2 separate regions of the Rattus norvegicus genome follow, and region 2 is linked to region 1. A link is a contact called in public Hi-C data. All regions are on one chromosome and are shown on one strand. The core of a region is the stretch at or near the end of the contact, and the rest is flanking DNA. Distances in the headings are between cores, read along the strand shown.

Region 1 (4,784 bases), core at 996-3,495:
TTGAGCCAGGCAGTGATGAGTTAGCCAGGACCATACATCTTTTCTTGCCTGACCTCTTTCTCGATGCCTGGAAAGGGAATTCTTTTTTTTTTTTTTCTTTTTGAGATGGGATTATACTATGTAGTTCTGTCTGTCTGTCCTGGAACTCACTAGATAGATCAGGCTGTGTGCAAACTCCTTCAGTAGTCGTAGAGGAATTGCTGTTTCTGGGTCTTCCCTTTTTTCCCCTGCAAGAGCCAGGGCTTTCTTTGGCAAAAAAATAGAGTAAGTGCCTTATGGTGGGCAGCCTTAAGAGATTAAGAGATGTCAAGGCATATGACATTCTCCTAAAGGCCAGACAATGGGAAAAAATCCCACACAATGGTCACCCTAAAGCAGTGGGTCTCAACCTTCCTAATACAGTTCCTCATATTGTAGTGACTCTCAACCACAAAATTATTTTCATTGCTACTTCATTACTGTAATTTTGTCACTGTTATGAGTTGTATTGTAAATATCTGATATATAGAATATTTAATATGTGACCCCTTTCAAAGGGGTCACATTCCACAGGTTAAGAATTGCTGTCCTCAATTGCTGTCATTAAAACTAGAGGCTCTAAGTCAGACATGGTGGCACATGCCATAATGCCAACCATGCGAAGTTAGAGGAGAGCAAGATAAGGTGTCTGAGGGCACCCTGGGATATCTGAGACACTACCTCAAATAAACAACAAAAGATCCCAGAGTACTTATGTGCTACAGAGCCTTGAGCCTGTGATCTTCTGGCCAAAGCCACCGGGCATCCTCCTTCCCCACACATGCACACAGGTAATTTTATTCTTTAAGAAACAAACAAAAAAAGTTTTTAGATATATTAATTTTAGTTTGTGTACTCTGCCTGCATTCACGTCTGTACATCACACATGTGGCTGGTACCTTCAGAAGTCAGAAGAGGATATTAGAACCTTTGGAACAGGAGTTTTGGACAGCTATGTCCTCTGCAAAAGCAGTCTTATAACCACTGAGCCATTTCTCCAGTTCCAGAGGTAACTTTCTAATGGTTTGTTTGGCCTCAGGTCACAGTCTTGCTGCCTTAAACGAGGCAGCTGAGAGGTGAAGAAAAGATCCAGGACAATGTGCTTCAGAACTAGAAGTTCCAGCTTCGGGTTGGGGATTTAGCTCAGCGGTAGAGCGCTTGCCTAGGAAGAGCAAGGCCCTGGGTTCAGTCCCCAGCTCCGAAAAAAAAGAACCGGAAAAAAAAAAAAAAAAAAAAAGAAGTTCCAGCTTCACCTCAAGGAGTAAGCTCAGCGGAGATATGGGGAGGCCAGTCATAGAAGAGAGACAGGGATCACCCCTCACCCCCAAGTTAGAGGCTAGACTTAGAGACCTACAAGTTGCCCTGGTGGAACACTCAGAGAAGTGCCTCTGTAAAAAGGGCAGGGCTACCTGGAGCCTCTCTCAGGCTGTCAGTACTTACTGTGAGCTTCCACCAAGTCAATCTGCATGCTGTATGGTACCAGGGGGTCTGGTAGCTCCGAGAAAAAACTCTTCATGGCCCCTGCCACAGTGTTCACAGTGAAGTCTTTCTCTGCCAGGTCCAGATTGTGATCTGAAAGAAAGCCAACAAAGTGAGGCCAGACCCATCTAAGTTAGCAGAAACCACAGAAAGCTCCCAGAAAAGGCTTATAGATGTAGCCCAGGGCGGGGGCTTGGGATTAGCATAGGAGTGCTGAGGAGCTGGTTCACAGACATGGCCTGACAGGTCACTTCTGGCCTGTGGGGAGGAGAAGAGTGACTGGGGACCATGGTCTCCTAGGCCACCTGCCATCCAACTTGGTTCTGACGAGCTTCAGCTTTTTCCTTATTTCCCTTCCTGCCAGCCATACAGTCATACCCTCATCTAGATTCTGATGGAGAGAAGAAGAATCCCTCTTTCTCCCCAGCCCACCGCTCCATTGAGCCTTCTTCCTTCCTCTCTTTTTCTGCCTCTCTCTAGGTCTCACTGCATGATTGATTCTGTAGACTTGTCTACAGATGGGCATGAAGTTTTCCTCTCTGGATTACAGCTGTTTGGATTCTTACAGTTATACACCTCTAAGATAAAACTCCATCGTGGCTTAGCATAAGTGTATTATCTGACATGTGCACAACGAAATGTGTTTTACCAGGACATATTCTTGATGTTGGAACAGTGGTACATGATTACAAGATGTCACTGTCAGTTGGCCCATGACAGCAGATGAGCTGGTTGCTCCAGAAGTTGGCCCCTGTTCCCTCTGCTTCCCTACTCTCTGGTTGCTGATAGCTAAGAGTACTTCACTGTTCTGCCCTGGCACTGATGGCCTGGCTTAGATTTCATTGTGGGCATTTTTCACATTAAGAGCCTTGGAGCCTCTCATAGACTAATGCTCATAGGAGCAGGGCCGCCCACGAGTTCAGCTTGGAAGTGGGAGCTGCAGCTCAGTGCCTCAGGTACCATGAAATGTTCCCCCACTTTCTCTTCTACAGGTTTACTTGAGATGTAGATATTTCTGACCTGCTCATTAATTCAAATGCTACCACCCTGGTCCCAGGCCAGGGAGGCAAGGCCCTTCCAGAGAAGTGAGGCAGGGTCAGGGAAACTTATAGTGGTAGCTGTGGACAGCAATGGGAGCCAATACCTCTGGGCTCAGCTCAGGTTTACAGGGTGAAGGCACTCACGCCCTGCTGATGATCCAGCCACAGTATCTGCTCGGGACCAGTGACATGGCCAGACTGTGCCATACTTACCTTGATCAAACTGTCTTTGCAAACTTTCCATTTCTGACTTGTTTCCGCTGACCCGGTAGATGCCTTCTGTGCTTAGTCCTGTGGAAAAAGAATAAACAGGTCCTATGAACCAGAGCTGGAGAGCAGATAGGGTTTGTGCATGGGGACAGGGACTGTCTGCAGAGTCTACAAGGTCTCACCATGAGGGGAAGAGCAGGACTAACAGTACTTTCTTGTTTGATGCTTCAGCTCTTTCTCTTTTTACTTAAAAATATCACAGGACTGGGCCCAACCTTCCTTTACTCTAAAGATAAGATCTTATGTAGTTCAGTCTGGCCTTGAACACCTGATCTTCCAGTCTCTACTGCATTTGGTTTAGCACTTGCTAGATGTGATATGTGGACCAGGCAGGCCTCAAAGTCGGAGATTGTGTGCTCCCGTTTCTGGAGTGCTAGAATTGGAGGCATGCCTTACTATACCCTGTCAATATTACTCACATGTTAATGTACAGTCTTAAGTATTATAGTAAAAAACATCACGCGATGAGAGTTTTACCTGAGTGTATGTCTGTCCACCACACTTATATGCCTGGTGCCAATGAAGGCCTGACAACAGTGCTGGAAAACTGACCTGGGTCCTCTGGAAAAGCTCTTAACTGCTGAGTCATCTCCCCAGTCTTTACCTTTGTCTATGTGTGTACACCACAGGAGTGCAGTGGCTGCAGTATACAGAAGAAGGCAATAGATGCTTTGAAGCTGAGTTACAGGGAGTTGTGAGCTACCTGATCTCAGGCCCTCTGACCTCTTTCTCCCACCTGAGTGTTTTCCTATTAAAAATAAAAACAAAAAGCCAGTGGTACACACCTGTAATTCTAGAAGGTAGGAAGCAGGTGTCAAAACAAGCCCAGTCCTGGCAACATATGAGTGCCACGTTTTACAAGAGTGACAGAGAGCAACCATGTCTCAGAAGGCCAAAAAAGAGCTTGGTGAGACAGCTCAGCAGACAAAGGCACTGGCAAGGCTGATAGCCTCAGCTTAATCTCTGGAACCCAGGGAAGAAGTGACACCTCTACCAGCAACAAAATAAAAACCAAGCACTCACAAAAAGTAAAAGGAAGATAAAGGGCTAGAAATGTGGTTCAGTGCTAGAGCACTTGCCGGCTACGAGCAGGATCTCCATTCCAGTACCAGAGGCACAGATAGCAGAAAGAAAGGCCCAGTGTGTCCCACCTCAGCTGTTCCCTTGCTGGACATTCAATAAGCTTTTTTTTGACCCCAAATAGATGAAGAATTGACACAGTCTCTTCTTTCACATACGGAGCATCCCATGACACTTTCCTCTATAATTCAGTGTGCTCATGTTTTTATAACACAGCTCTTAGGACTGAACTCTCAGTGCAGTTTCAGTGGTAGGCCACCTGCCTTGGTTTGATCTTTAGCAATATAAAAACCAAAGCACAAATCAAGAACATCACACACCATGTTTCTAAAGATCCCAGCATACACAATGATTCCAGAAACAGTTTTATCCTCGTCTAGGTTCTCCCAATCTTTCACCGGTAGAAAGCTCTAAGTAGCTTTTTGTGTTCCAGCAGTGCTAGGAAGGAATCTGCCCAGCAAGTGCTCCACCACGAAACACCCCAGACCCCAGCTTAGGTCTATTTCTCACTAATGCTGCTGATTTCCCTTGGCGGTGCTTCTCACTTTGTACTTAAAAGGTCTTTGAATATTAAATACTGTTTGTTTTCCTCCCCCCATTACCTTTTTTAAAGAAAATATTTATTTCCCACGTATCTTCCCTTCTTTTGCTCAAGTGTTTGCAGAACGGCTCCCTAGTAGCTCTAACCCTTCACTGGCCTGGGCCATAGGAGCAGCAGACCAGTCCTCAATGGCTGGAACTATTAGACAGGTACAGAGGCCCCTCTACAGCATCAGATCATCGTGCCACCTCTGAGCAGCAATGAGCTGAGGAACCAGTGTGCTCCATTCGCTCTGACAGTTCTCCCTGGTCATAGCTTTTTCAGCTATGTTTGTTTTTCTTTTTTTCTTCAGGATC
Region 2 (4,783 bases), core at 1,397-3,896, 100 kb after region 1:
CCCCAAGGGCACAAAGCTGTGAGGCCCAGAGAGGGAGCAAAGAGAACACAAATGGAGCAATAGATAAATCCTACCCACCACCACTAACCTTGATACGAATCAGAGAAATGGGGAGACACTCCCAGACTGCAGAGAGCTGCAACCAATCAATCCCTACCCCTCCCTCCCTCCCTCCCTCCCTCCCTCCCTCCCTCCCTCCCTCCCTCTCTCTTCTCTCTCTCTCTCTCAGATCTCAGGAGGATTTTTGAGGATAAAATTCAAAACACTCAGGACTCCATAGAGAATCTGCAGTCTGGATCTGTGCCTAGAGTACCTCGGCTAAACCTACCCTGGCAAATGCTGAGAGATGCATAACAGGTAAAAGACAGACCTAAGACAGGGGCATGTCCTCAATGGAGAACTGGTTGGCAGTGGATGGGGAACCCTGAGAAGCAGGTGGGATATGAGTTAAGCAAAAGAAGAAAGGAACTGGGATATCAAAAGAAAATGATCATCTATACAAGAACGTGTAGGCTCCAAGAAAGGGGAGACAAGAATAATAAGAAAAGAATGATACCTTCAGGTTAGAACTAAGGAAAAGGACTTGAAAGGAGGCTGAGAGGCAGAGCAAGACAAGGTCATCGAACGAAGAAAAGTCCAGTGAAAGGCTGAATGGGGGTTGGAGGGCTTAGAATTAAGAGGGACCAAAGGTGGGACGAAAGGAGATCAGTGCTGACGACCGTCACTCTGACAGAGACAGCATCAGTAAAGTTTAAAACAGTTCAAAAATATGCAGACAAATGGACAGCTCCAAAAGGGGGCTATAAGGAAAGGGCACCAAATAGAGTAAACAAGGGGAAAGCCTGTAGGAAAAGGGCAAAATAGGCATCAGGGTCAGAGACATCTAAAGTGCAGAGGCACACCAGGAGAAAGGAAGACATAGGCAGCAACTCCTTGGTGTAGAGGAACTTCCTGGAGATGGGCTTGGGGGGAGAGGGAGCAAATGACTGAAGCCGAGGGGCATTGACATAAAAGTGGGAAAGAAGAAACTCAACGAGAATAGAGGAGCAAAGAGAGTACAACGGAGTGGAGTTGGCGTTAGGGCAGAGATCTGCTAAAGGGAATGGCAAAAATTAGACACCCTAAGGGACAGAAAAGGGGGTAAAAGAGGAGGCAAAAAGCCAAGCACCACAGGGGAGTGCATGCAAGATCAGAGCGCCTGCACAGGGGCAGAGTTGGCAGGCAGAAGGGTCTGGAAAAGAGGACAGGGTCTGAATGGCAAAACGGGAGCAAGCACTGAGAAGAGAAGGAAGAGAGCAAGGAGCATCTAAATCTGAGAACGGTAGGAGAGGCAGCCTAGGGGCATTCCCAAGGAGGTGCAGAAGGTTCAGTGTTGCGGCCAGGGCAAAAATTTGGGGCAGTTGGGCTCAAATGGGAGGAGGAATTATGTCCAAAGCAGAGACCAGGAGGGCAGCAGAGCAGTGACTACATCAACAGACATCTAGTATGGATCTCCACGGAGGTGGAACCGCAGGTCCTAAAGGGACAGCTCCTGGGGATGCAAGATGTTCTAAGGCAGGGATAATAACAGTAGATAGGCCAAAGGAGGAGGATGGGGACTTCCCCCCAAAAGTGATGCTAGCAGAAAACAGGTAAGGTAGAAGGGCCACGAATGTCCAAAGTGAGCGTCAGAAGGGATACAGAGGGGTCAATGAGGAGGATGTCCCAGGAGCACAGCGGACTCCAAAAGGTAGTGAAGGGTATGACTAGGGGTCGGGGGGGGGGGGTAGGAAGTGGGAAAGGAGACGGCTCAGAATTGGGAGTCGGATATCTCAAGTGGAGGCTGAGACACCGAGATCCCCCATCGGGTCGTGGTGGGGCGTGTGAGGAGGCAGACGCCGGGATTGCAGGGCTGCGGGGACAGTGGCGAATAGGAAGGGCAAGGCGGGCCGCGCGGGCCGGGCCCGGGCATGCAGCGGCCGGGACGCGGGGACCGCGGGGCGCTGGGGGGGCGCTCCCTCCCCTCCCCCTCCGGCTCCTCCATTGTTCGCGGGCTCCGGGCCCTGCGGTCCCCGCCTTTTCCCCCACCCTTGGATCCCGCATCGGGGCGGCGCCCGGCGCCTCGCCCGTCCCCACATTCCCCTCTGCCAGCGACGAGACACTTACCAGCCTTGGGGGCGCCCTCAGCGCGGCCCCGGCCTCCGCGATCCCGGCCGCTGCGACGGCGGGCCCGGCGCCATGTTCCCCTAGCGACTCGTTCCTGAGGCGGCTGAGGCGGCGGTGGCGGCTCCGGCGGGGGGCCGGGCGGACCCTCCCTCGCGGGCTCCCTCCTCCGCCTCCTCCACCTCCTCCCGCCGCGCCGCGGCTCTCCCTCGGGGCGGGGGGGCGGGGAGGGGAAGGGGGGAGGGGCGGGAACCAGGGGGAGGGCGGACCAGCCTCGCTCGCTCGCTCGCTCCCTCCCTCCCGCGCAATGGCGGCGGCGGCGGCGTTGTCGCCTCCTTCCTGCGGCCGCCGCGGCCGTGCGCGTGCTGGAGACCCTCTCGCAAGTGCGCGTGCGTTTCTGAGGGGCGAAAGGCGCTGGGGCGGGGGATGGAAGGTGGATAACGGCCCACAGGGCCAAGCGCACCTCGAGGACAGTAGCCCAGGAGGACAGGCACGCACGGACACCGGGGGTGCGAGTGCGCGTGCGCGCCTGAGGAAAATGCCGCTACCCCAGCGTCTGCGACGCCAGATTCACACAGCGCGAGGACACCCGCGAACTGGCACAGGAGGGCGCGGGGTGGGTTTAGTGCGCCTGCGCAGAGGCGGCTGCAGTCTGCAAAGCCACCAAAGGGAGGGAGGGGCCTGTAGGGGGCGCGCACAACGTTGCGCGCACCAGGAGCAGATCCCCACTGCCCCTCCCCACACCGCGCCGGCTCCAGGAGAAAGCCAGCTCTGAGAGGCATGGCCTGGATCTTCAGGGCGGGTACTTAGGGCTCCATCCCGCTCGCGCGGGACCTCACTAGCCAATGGGAGGCAGAGGGAGTTGGGTTCGCCTAGTCGAGCCGCAGCCTCGGGATAACGGAGGTGGGGGTGGGAGAGATAGACGTAACGTGGGGTGGCGAGGCGGGGCTGTGAAGAAGGCAGCGTACCCAGCGACGGAGTCGATTGGGCAAGGCAAGGGGGCGTGGTCCCCCGCAGCCCAATCCAAGCTCTACGTTGGCCAGCCCGGAAGAGTGGGCGGGGACAGGGGGCACGTGCTCTTTCCCCGGCGCTGAAGAAAAACCTGTGGGCCAGGCGCGTTGATACAAGTTACCGGTGATTTCACCCAGTGCTTGGTCCCAGGCAGAAGGAGGACAGGCCTTGCATTGCAGCCCTACCCTCCAGGTCAGCATCGGGCAAATGACAGCAAACCACATGTCACTTTGGGTGCTTGCAGGGGAAATGGTGATGTAAGAGGGCTCCCCTCTAACCCTGTATTCCTTTGGGAGCCCTCCGGAAGGATGGATTGTTAAAGACAGGCTTCCCCGGCGCCTTACAGTGTGCGGAATGCATGAAGTAAGCACGTGGTTTCCGATTCAGCATTGCCCTTCTTTCCAGGCTTTTCATCTGTAAAGTGGGATAACAATACTGAACTCAAAAAGTGTTGCATGGAGACTCGAATGAGGTATAATAGTCCCTATGGGTACAATTCACAATGGGACCCTCGAACTACTAGAACCCTGTAAGATGTGGGCGATTTCCCCTATACATGGATATCTATAAGCTGATGAATTACTCTTAGTAAAGAACTAACCACAATAATAGAAAAACTTTGAATATATTACGCTGTAATGAGAGAAATGTGAATGTGATCTCTTATTTATATCTCCCTCCTGGCCACGGGTAACTGATACATCAGAAAGCAACAAGGGAATTAAAGGAGGACTACTGTGTCTCTAAATGAGGGTGGGGTATAGGGGAATAACTTCCACGTATTGAGTACTTAGTAAGCCTTGCTAAATAAAATTACATGTGCTCAAATCTTAAAACATCCCAACAAATGAAGCCTCTCATTAAAGTTTGTTAGGAGGGCAGGTTCCGGTGGTGTAGGCTGAAGAGATTGACAGTTAAAAGTGGGTTCTTCGCCAGCCTGGGGCTGAGGACAGAAGTCATTTGTAGAAGGCGTGCATATATACACAAGGCACTGCATTCCATCCTAAGCACAGAGTGTCTCGAGTAAATTAGTTTTCTTTTTGGTTTTTGAGACAGGGTTTCTCTGTGTAGCCTTGGCTGCTGCCCTGCAACTTGCTTTGTAGACCAGGCTGGCCTTGAACTGACCTAAATCCACCTCTGCCTCCCGAGTGCTGGAATTAAAGGCATGTGCCACCACGTCTGGCTAAAGATAATTTCCATTGACATTTTTTCTCGCTAGCTATCCTTGGCTGCCCTGGAATTTACTGTGTAGCTCAGACTGGAATTCAATGTGTGACAGTCCTCTGCCTCTGCTTCCTGAGTGTTGGAAAAGAATGATGTTGGAGTTGCACAAAAGAACACAACAACAAAGCAAAAATAACTCAGCCAGAGAGTTTATTATTATTACTATTATTTTTGTTTGCAAACGCAGTGCTTGCAGGGAGGTGTAAAGATGGATCAGAGGTTAAGACCCCTGGCAGTTCTTCCAAAGACTCAGCTTTTATTCCAGCTCACAACTGCATGTAACTCCAGTACCCGGGGAACTGATGCCCTCTTCTGGTCTCCCCAGAAACTGCACAGACATGCAAGTAAAAAAATACCCATGTCTTGTAAAGATGAATTTCTATAAAAGCATGTCTGTGTGTGAGCA

Evidence for each region. A called contact is a pair of places that touch in the nucleus more often than the background predicts.
Region 2: a Hi-C map of liver shows a contact between it and region 1, with 9 times the contacts expected there. The contact joins the promoter of Arhgap35 here to the enhancer-like site in region 1. A contact is called at or near these places in 9 of 12 Hi-C or Micro-C datasets (the A7r5 cell line, the Rat2 cell line, Schwann cells and 6 more) and 1 of 1 datasets of contacts at active chromatin or transcription factors (oligodendrocytes).

The regions. Positions count from the first base shown.
Region 1 is chr1:86,343,051-86,347,834 of GRCr8, forward strand. Arhgap35 (Rho GTPase activating protein 35) reads right to left here. Exons shown (of 7, transcript NM_001271132.1): 4 at 2,751-2,828; 5 at 1,459-1,590. Among named protein-coding and RNA genes, the nearest start is that of Npas1, 31 kb to the left of the region's middle. Within about 2 kb of position 2,246, at least 9 of the 93 cell types and tissues checked have an H3K27ac peak or open chromatin away from gene starts, as enhancers often do.
Region 2 is chr1:86,444,768-86,449,550 of GRCr8, forward strand. It overlaps Arhgap35 (Rho GTPase activating protein 35), which reads right to left and starts at 2,647. Exons shown (of 7, transcript NM_001271132.1): 1 at 2,146-2,647.